Linked DNA regions of Macaca mulatta: region 2 is linked to region 1. A link is a contact called in public Hi-C data. All regions are on one chromosome and are shown on one strand. The core of a region is the stretch at or near the end of the contact, and the rest is flanking DNA. Distances in the headings are between cores, read along the strand shown. Region 1 holds the start of RASA1 (RAS p21 protein activator 1). Region 2 holds the start of CCNH (cyclin H).

Region 1 (3,973 bases), core at 938-3,437:
TTGCAGTGAGCCAAGACCATGCCACTACACTGCAGCCTGGGCAACAGAGCTAGACTCCATCTCTTGGGGGCAATGGAGAGAGGAAAAAAAAAAACCTCTGAATTGTCCAGAATGACTGTCAACATATGAACCAAATCTTTCTTTCCTGATATTCACCAAGGTTGTTAAAATTCTAAGGGTCAATTAAGAGTTATACGAGAAACCTATAACAAGTTTTGCCTAATACCACTTCCCATCGCAACATTTTCATCAAGGTCCACCTTTATGAATAAACACCTAAGTTCAATTAAGACAAGTGAGGAGGTATTAACTTACATTAAAAAAAAAAGTCATTGTCCTGTATATTCTACTTAATTTTCAAATAGAATACTATACTGGCCACCAACAAAAAATGTTTAAGGGAAGCTCTGTTAATTTTGTTTTGTCTCACTGTTGTACTTCCAATGTCTCGACTATAAAAGCTAAGTGGGAAGCCTAGGGAAGAAGATACATTGTTGAAATAAAGGCGCTTAATCACACCTATAATTCACAGTATTCCTTTCCTTTCTCTCTGACCCAAGTTCTCATTAAGTGACCCACAGACTCTTCTAAACATCACTATGCTTTCTCTAATCAGAAGCTGGGATGTGCACTGAAATAAATACATTCTAACCAATACATTTTTCAAATTATTAATACAATACTCGTTTAAATATTTGTATTCAAAATTTCTCACTAATCATCTAGCTTTATCAAGTAACACACACAGGTTAATATACACTATGACTGCCTTGGTAGCCGCAGTTTGACTAAATCCTGGGACACCACTTCAACTTGGAAGGGACAGAACCATATCCGGTTCTCATCAGATACACATTTTCTCATACTTTCCATCTTAAAAACTTTACACCTTCCCAGAAGAGCAATAAATGTAGGAAGACGCCAGGTAGTATGCCTGTAAGGAAGATAAGTGATCAAAGAAACCTGAAACTTCAAAAACTTTTCCTAAACAAATCACAGATGAAAAAGACAAAGTATGGTTTACCCCATTTCCACTTCTTTTCTGGAGCCAGCTGCCCAAATTCCTGAACAGCAGTCTTAACTTACTGGTTAGTTGGAGGAGCGGTCAATGGTATGGCCACCTCTTCCTCCTCGTATTCTGGTCCATCCAGAGAGTCACCTTCGTCCACTGTCCCCAGGCCCGCCCCCAAAGGGGGCAGGTAAGGGGGAGGGGGCAGAGGGGGAAAACCGCCGCCTGGCCCAAGAGTCTCAGCAGGCAACGAAGTGGGCAGCTTGGTGAGAGCCATGTCTCCACTAGGTCCAGCGACAGCAGCACCGGCCACGCCAGCAGCAGTACCTCCCCCTGTCAGTCCGGCTCCCCCCAATGCCCCTGTCATAGACCCGGCTCCTAGGAACCCTGACCCCAAAGCGGCTCCGCCACCCAGAGTTCCAGCCACTCCAGTCTCCACCAGCCCAGGATAGGGGGCGGCTGCCACAGGCAGGGCCGCGGGTATCTTCACCCGACACACTGCGGGATAGGCACTGGAGCCCGCTGCCGCGCCGCCTCCTCCAGCTCCGGCTGTTACCGGGCCGCCCTCCTCACTGCCGGCCTCGGCCGCCATCATGTTGAAGCCCGCTCTACTCTGCCCTACCCTGCCCGCCCGGGAGCCCCGGGGGCCACCAGGCCCGGGCTCCGAGCCGCCCCACCCAGACGCGTCTCCCCTTCAGCTCCCCAGGCGGAGGAAACAACAACAAAAGGAGAGAGCCCGCCGCCGCGCCCCCTCCTAGGGCCACAGCCCAGGCTCCGGAGCTGCTTGGGTTACGGGAAGCGAAGTGGGCAAAAAACCCAACGCCTGCACAAACGCCACCCAAACCTCACGGCACACACCCACACTCACGCACACAAACACATGTACAGAAGCGAAAACTTCCTGGCTGCACTAAAGAGGAAAGGAAGCACAGGGAAAGAGGCTTAGGTGGCTATCGCTCCTTCAGCAGCCACCACCGCTTCTTCACCACCCCAGTTCCGGCCACCCACACCGCAGCCACCGCCGGTGCCGCTGCTGAGGCTGGGGCCACTGCAGCCGCTTCATCCTCCACCAGGCAGATGAGAGGGGTGGGGACAAGAGAAAGGGGGGCGGGGTAACAAGGAAATCGACTGAACTGCTCACTACCTGGAGCTCTCAGTGACTGAAACCGTAGAGAGAGAAAGGAAGGCGGGGCAGGGGAGGAGGGACGGAGGGAAGGAAGGGCGGAGGAGGGAGAGGGCAGCTTGTGCGCAGGCGCGTTCCCGGAACGGGGAGCGGGGAGCGGGGGGCGGGGGGCGGGGGGCCGGGCCTGGAGGAAAAGGAAGAGTCCAGAGGGAAGGAAGCGGCGGGGACGCGCGGTGCGTGGTCGCGCTTGCTGTCCTACTCCGGTTCCTAGCGTGCGGCGGCGCGGCCGCATCTCCTGTTGGCGTGGCCGGCGGCGCGCGCCTGTCTCCCGGGGCTTTGTTTGATGGGCGGGAGAAGAGGGAAGGGTACCTGAGCACGCGGGTGCTCGGCGCTGTGAAAGCCGGAGAGACGAGAGGGGGACCGGGAGGCGGCGGAGAGGAAGAAGGGGGAAAGGGAAAGGAAAATGCCTAGAAACTAGTTCCGTACTTCCTGACCGGTGGAAGAAACAGCCTTAGCCAGCAGCGCAGAGACCATGCAGGAGTCAGGTAGCTTTGAAGATCGGGGCAGTACTAAATGTTGTCTTTTTCGTTGCATGCTATAAATCACCATGACTATCTCACACACACACAGATAGAATAGATTCTGAAACTCCGAAACGAAATAAAGGGCACCATATGAGAAGGGTGGGGAATTTTGGTAGAAATAGTGGTTATGAAGTAAGATTTCTACTAGTATTTGCATAGGTTTTTCTTTATCAACTGTCTCATATACTTACCTATGCTATTATAAGTCTGTTGTATACTGATGAAGAGGAGGGGGTGCCACAGAAAACACTAATCAATGCACTTTTGTCCTCTGTGTGCAAAAGACTGCAGGGTGTGATCCGCAATGCAAGCACCTTCAACAAGTCAAATGTCAAGAATGTCTCAGAATGCCAGTTACAATTATATATCGTTTCTAAAGTAGCAATAAACTGAAAACTCATTTTTAATACAATTAAGGAGAAGAGTGTTATTTTGTCTTCTACACTAAAATGTATACAAACTATTACATGCATTCATGTACAGGGAGCTTCCCATGGTTTGAAATTAACGGTATTGTTATTTTAAATTCTCCCAGTAGTAATCCCACGTTGAATACCATTGGATATTGATCTTTGAGATCAGTATTTTCTCTGCTAAGGATGATCAAGCCAACACTCCGGATGGCAAGTGGTTGTGATAGAAACCAAGGAACAAGAGAAAAGACCACTGAAAGAGGTGGCAAGATACAGGCAATGCATTTTCTTTGTAAATTTGCGTAGGCCTATTTACCTAGTCGATGACAACGATCCAACTTGATTAGGAGTAGTCCTGGGACCTCCATTATGCTTATGTCTTAGGCAATGTGCTACTTGGGAGAAGGAAGATGAACCAGTCACAGGAGCTAGAGTTCTCGAGTGAATTAAGGCCAGCAACATCCTAGGAATTCAGTAATGCCACCTCAGACCTTCTGAATCAGAAACTGTGCAGCAATCCATTTTAACAAGCCATCCAAGTGATTGTTTGCCCACTTAAGTTTGAGAACCACTATATTAATGTATAGTATACTAATCAAGAAGGAGGTATGCAATACCTAAAAAAGGTTCTGAAAGATATAATAGATGTCATTCATTAGGTGGGAGGTAAAATAGGTGAGTTTTGAGTTGCTAAGCTCTGTGCTGTTCTAGAAATGAGAATGAAGTAGTTCCATAATACTTAATAACGAAGTACTACTAATAGTGGCCTCCCTGAGAACAGTTTTCTTTTAAACTTAGACCCTCAGTTAGACAAGACTATCAAAATACCTACTCTACCTACTGT
Region 2 (3,722 bases), core at 1,137-3,636, 140 kb before region 1:
TCTTCTAGGAAGAATAGGTTCTATCTGGTTAGCTGGTTTGTTCTTGTTTGAAATATCTTCATTTAGTAGCAGGGAAATTGTGATTTAAAACTAATGGAGTTGGGAGGCCCAGGAAGGTGGATCACTTAAGGCCAGGAGTTCTAGACCAGCCTGGCCAACATGGTGAAACCTCATCTCTAATAAAAATACAAAAATTAGCTAGGCGTGGTGGCATGAGTCTGTAGTCCCAGCTACTCGGGAGATTGAGGCTGGAGAATGGCTTGAACCCAGGAGGCGGAGATTGCAGTAAGTAGAGATTGTGCCACTGCACTCCAGCCTGGGTGACAGAGCAAGACTTTGTCTCAAAAAAGAAGAAGAAGAAAAAAACCTAATGGAGGTGTGAGTGGGGGTAGAAGGGAATTGGCCATGTATTGATAATTTTTGAAATATATTTCTCTGTATTCTTTATATTTGAAATTTTCCATAAATAAAGTAAGTAAAAATAATAGAAGTGAAGAGAAACACCTGCTGCTTTTTAGTTGAAACTAGAAATGGAAATAGGTAAATGCACAAGTTCTACATTCCAGTGTGCCTCCTGTGGTAGCAATAGCAAAGAAACACTTTCGCACATCAGGCTAAGTAGGAGACCATCACAGCATCCAGTCTGCTTACTTTAATAAAAAAAATCATACATGAGCCTTAATGTTAGGGCATCAGCAACAATTGTATTCTGCAGACAGTTAATTTAGACACAGCCCAATTCCTACTACAACTGAAAAATAAGATCAATGTCAATTTTCATGAACTAAAATTTGTTCAAGGTTTAAAAAAAGTTACACCAGCAATGCCAAGTTTTTCATATATTTTTCCTAAGTGACATTCAGAAATTTTACTCATATCCCTGTAGAAATCATAGTCTGCCAACTCTTTTAAATGCCTATTTCTATTTTCCTTTACATAAAACTAAGGAGTTGTCAAATATCTTTCAGAAAAACAAAATGAAAAGAATTTATATGATATATATAACTGTCATGAGTCTAATACTTTATATAGACATTTAATTATCTAGATCACTTATTTTCCTATCTTTTGTACCATTAATGTTTTTCTCCATTAAATTATTCTTTCCCCCATATGCAACATTTTAGGTTGTTCACAATTCGTTGTTATCAATTTGCCATGCCCTTCAATCTTCTCTTTCTCTTTTTCTCTCTTAGCCAATTTACGACACCAGATTAGCCACATATGTTGAGTGTGTGGATCGCCAAAATTATAAACCACAAATGGCATAAGTTTGAGGAATTCAAATAACTGTGGCAAACTCTAACCTCAACTGCACCCAACAAAAATGAACAAGAAAAGACTTTCCCTATCTTAAGCCTCTAAAAACATTTTCATAGAAAGCAGAGTTAAAGCCATCCTGCCACTTCTTTTTAGGCTTTTCAAGACCTAAATTCTCTAGGTCTCATCATCTTTCTCTTTCTATTTATTTATTTATTTAGAAAAGCTATTTGCCATAGGGAAATTTGGATATATAATAAATACATGAGAGAATAAGGTATGCCTAAATGGGACACTTCAGAATCAACGTAAATTTTGGATCTCACCTGCAATTTTGAAAGTCCTATTAATTTAAAAACTAGTAAATACCTTAATATTCATGATAGCTTACTGTAAGATTCCCTAGAGGCAATGAAGATGGGAATCTCAAGAAAACTAAAACTACCATACATCTTGGCTTCAGAGGTGAAAATAGGGGGAGAGGATTGGCTAGTTATCAACAGAAGGGAAAGTGCTTTTTGCACAGAGAAAGAATAGACAAGGCAACAAAAGTGGCAAACTGTAAGGGCCAATACACATCCACTGCTTCAAGTTTTTCAGCCATGTTCCATTCTCAGAGATTTCTGGTAGTACTTCAAGAACACCGATCTCCAAACTCCTCCTGAAAAGGGCTAGGAATGCTTCTGCCTGAAGATCTTACCTATTCTTTCTGGGCCCCATGATCTCCCTACATGATTGATCAACCTACTATTTCAACTCGAAAAAGCCTTTTCACAAATGTCAACTTCAGTGAGGCCTCCATTTAAAAATGAACACCCTACCAAGTCCTTTCCTAATTTCTGATTACACCCTGTGAATTTACATCAACCTACCCCACACCCTCAGTTTATGCCTCTTTTGAACATTCCTGCCGGGCTTCTCCTTTAAATCTTGCCTGGAAGGGGCGGAGCTATGTCCCAGGCTCACCGGGAGGAGCGTTCCGTAGGCTCCGCCCACCTACGTCTCAGAGGGCGCCCCAACAAACCCTGGATAAGGTCTCTTCCTAGTCCGCTCCGGAAATGCGACTGCGTACGCGCTGGACACGCAGTCGTGACGTCAGCGCGCCCGCGCTGGCTGGCCGGACGCCCTAGGGGTTCGGTTGCTTTACGCCACGGCACTGCTGCGTTTGGGTTGTCTCCTGCAGGCTGTCTGGACCTGGTCACGATTCCACAATGTACCACAACAGTAGCCAGAAGCGGCACTGGACTTTCTCCAGTGAGGAGCAGCTGGCAAGACTGCGGGCCGACGCCAACCGCAAATTCAGATGCAAAGCGGTGGCCAACGGGAAGGTGAGGTTTTCCCGACGGTTGCCCAGTTGCTTGGTCACTAAATTCTGAGCAGCTGCGGGAGCTCTTCTGGCTCCCAGGACAGTCTCACTCCCTCATTTCTCTGCCTCTGCGGCGCGGAGTGCGTTTATATATTAAAATAAGCGAGCACCTCGCGAGGTTCCGTGGGTACAAAGGCGAACAACGCCATCCCCGTGGTCGAATGGCAGACAAGTAACCAGTCTTTGTAACGTGGTGAAGAAGAGAGTAGGTAGTGTGCTAAGGTAGTGCGTGGCAAGAGCCGTTCACTTGTCAAGCGGTGATGTTGGGGAAGGTTTTTCCCAGTAGCCAATGCGGAGAAAATGGGGAAAGGACGTTCCAGGCAGTCAGAACTACCGTGCAGAGTGGGAGGGAGGTCAGAAGTTACAGGGCTGGTGCGTGGACGTGTTTGTGGTCGTATGTGGCCGAATGTGAGTACCTGTACAGGAATGGCTGGGGAGGGTAGGAAGGGAACTTGTTTGTAAGTGGAAGTGAGGCGTTTGAAATTTCCATTGAAAGGATGAGGAACCTTTGAAATATTTAAAATGGGAAGCTAACCTTATCAGATTTCCGTTCTGGAAACAGCGCTCTAGCAACCTCGTGGTGAATGGGTTGGATGAGGGCGGGAGACCGGCGACGGAATACAAACCAAGTGACTAAAGATAAGGTTTGGACTGTGGCCCGCTAGCCAAGTCCCTTCTGTTACAGCTCTAGGGCTGGTTTAATCTTTCTTACAAGCTCCACTCCAGCAAGTGTTCAGTGTCTCCAAATTACTGACACTGAATTACTTTACTTTACTTTCTACCTTTAATTCACATCACTGATTTTAGCACCTGAATTAGTTTCCTTAAGGGCTGCCTTAAAAAAATCACCACAGACTGGGTAGCTTAAAATAACAGAAATTTATTGAAACATTTGCTGTTTTTTTACAACTTGTGTCGTAATGACTGACCGAGAAACGAATGTTGGAAGCTTTCCAATCATATTTGTAAAAAGTCTGTCTACTTTTAAATTTGTAAATAATGATATCACAGCTGTGAGCATATGCACATAGCCTATCGTGATTGTTTATATAATGAAGCAAAGGTCTAGCTGACATTCCGAAAAGTTGTGAAATGA

Evidence for each region. Hi-C and Micro-C count contacts between places; a contact is called where the count stands out from the background.
Region 2: a contact with region 1 is called in a Hi-C map of liver, with 2.3 times the contacts expected there. The contact joins the promoter of CCNH here to the promoter of RASA1 in region 1. A contact is called at or near these places in 2 of 14 Hi-C or Micro-C datasets (cortical neurons and liver).

Annotation. Positions count from the first base shown.
Region 1 is chr6:93,645,554-93,649,526 of T2T-MMU8v2.0, reverse strand. It overlaps RASA1 (RAS p21 protein activator 1), which reads right to left and starts at 2,187. Exons shown (of 25, transcript XM_078004444.1): 1 at 2,154-2,187.
Region 2 is chr6:93,788,175-93,791,896 of T2T-MMU8v2.0, reverse strand. It overlaps CCNH (cyclin H), which reads left to right and starts at 2,386. Exons shown (of 9, transcript NM_001266446.1): 1 at 2,386-2,588. The coding sequence starts at 2,472.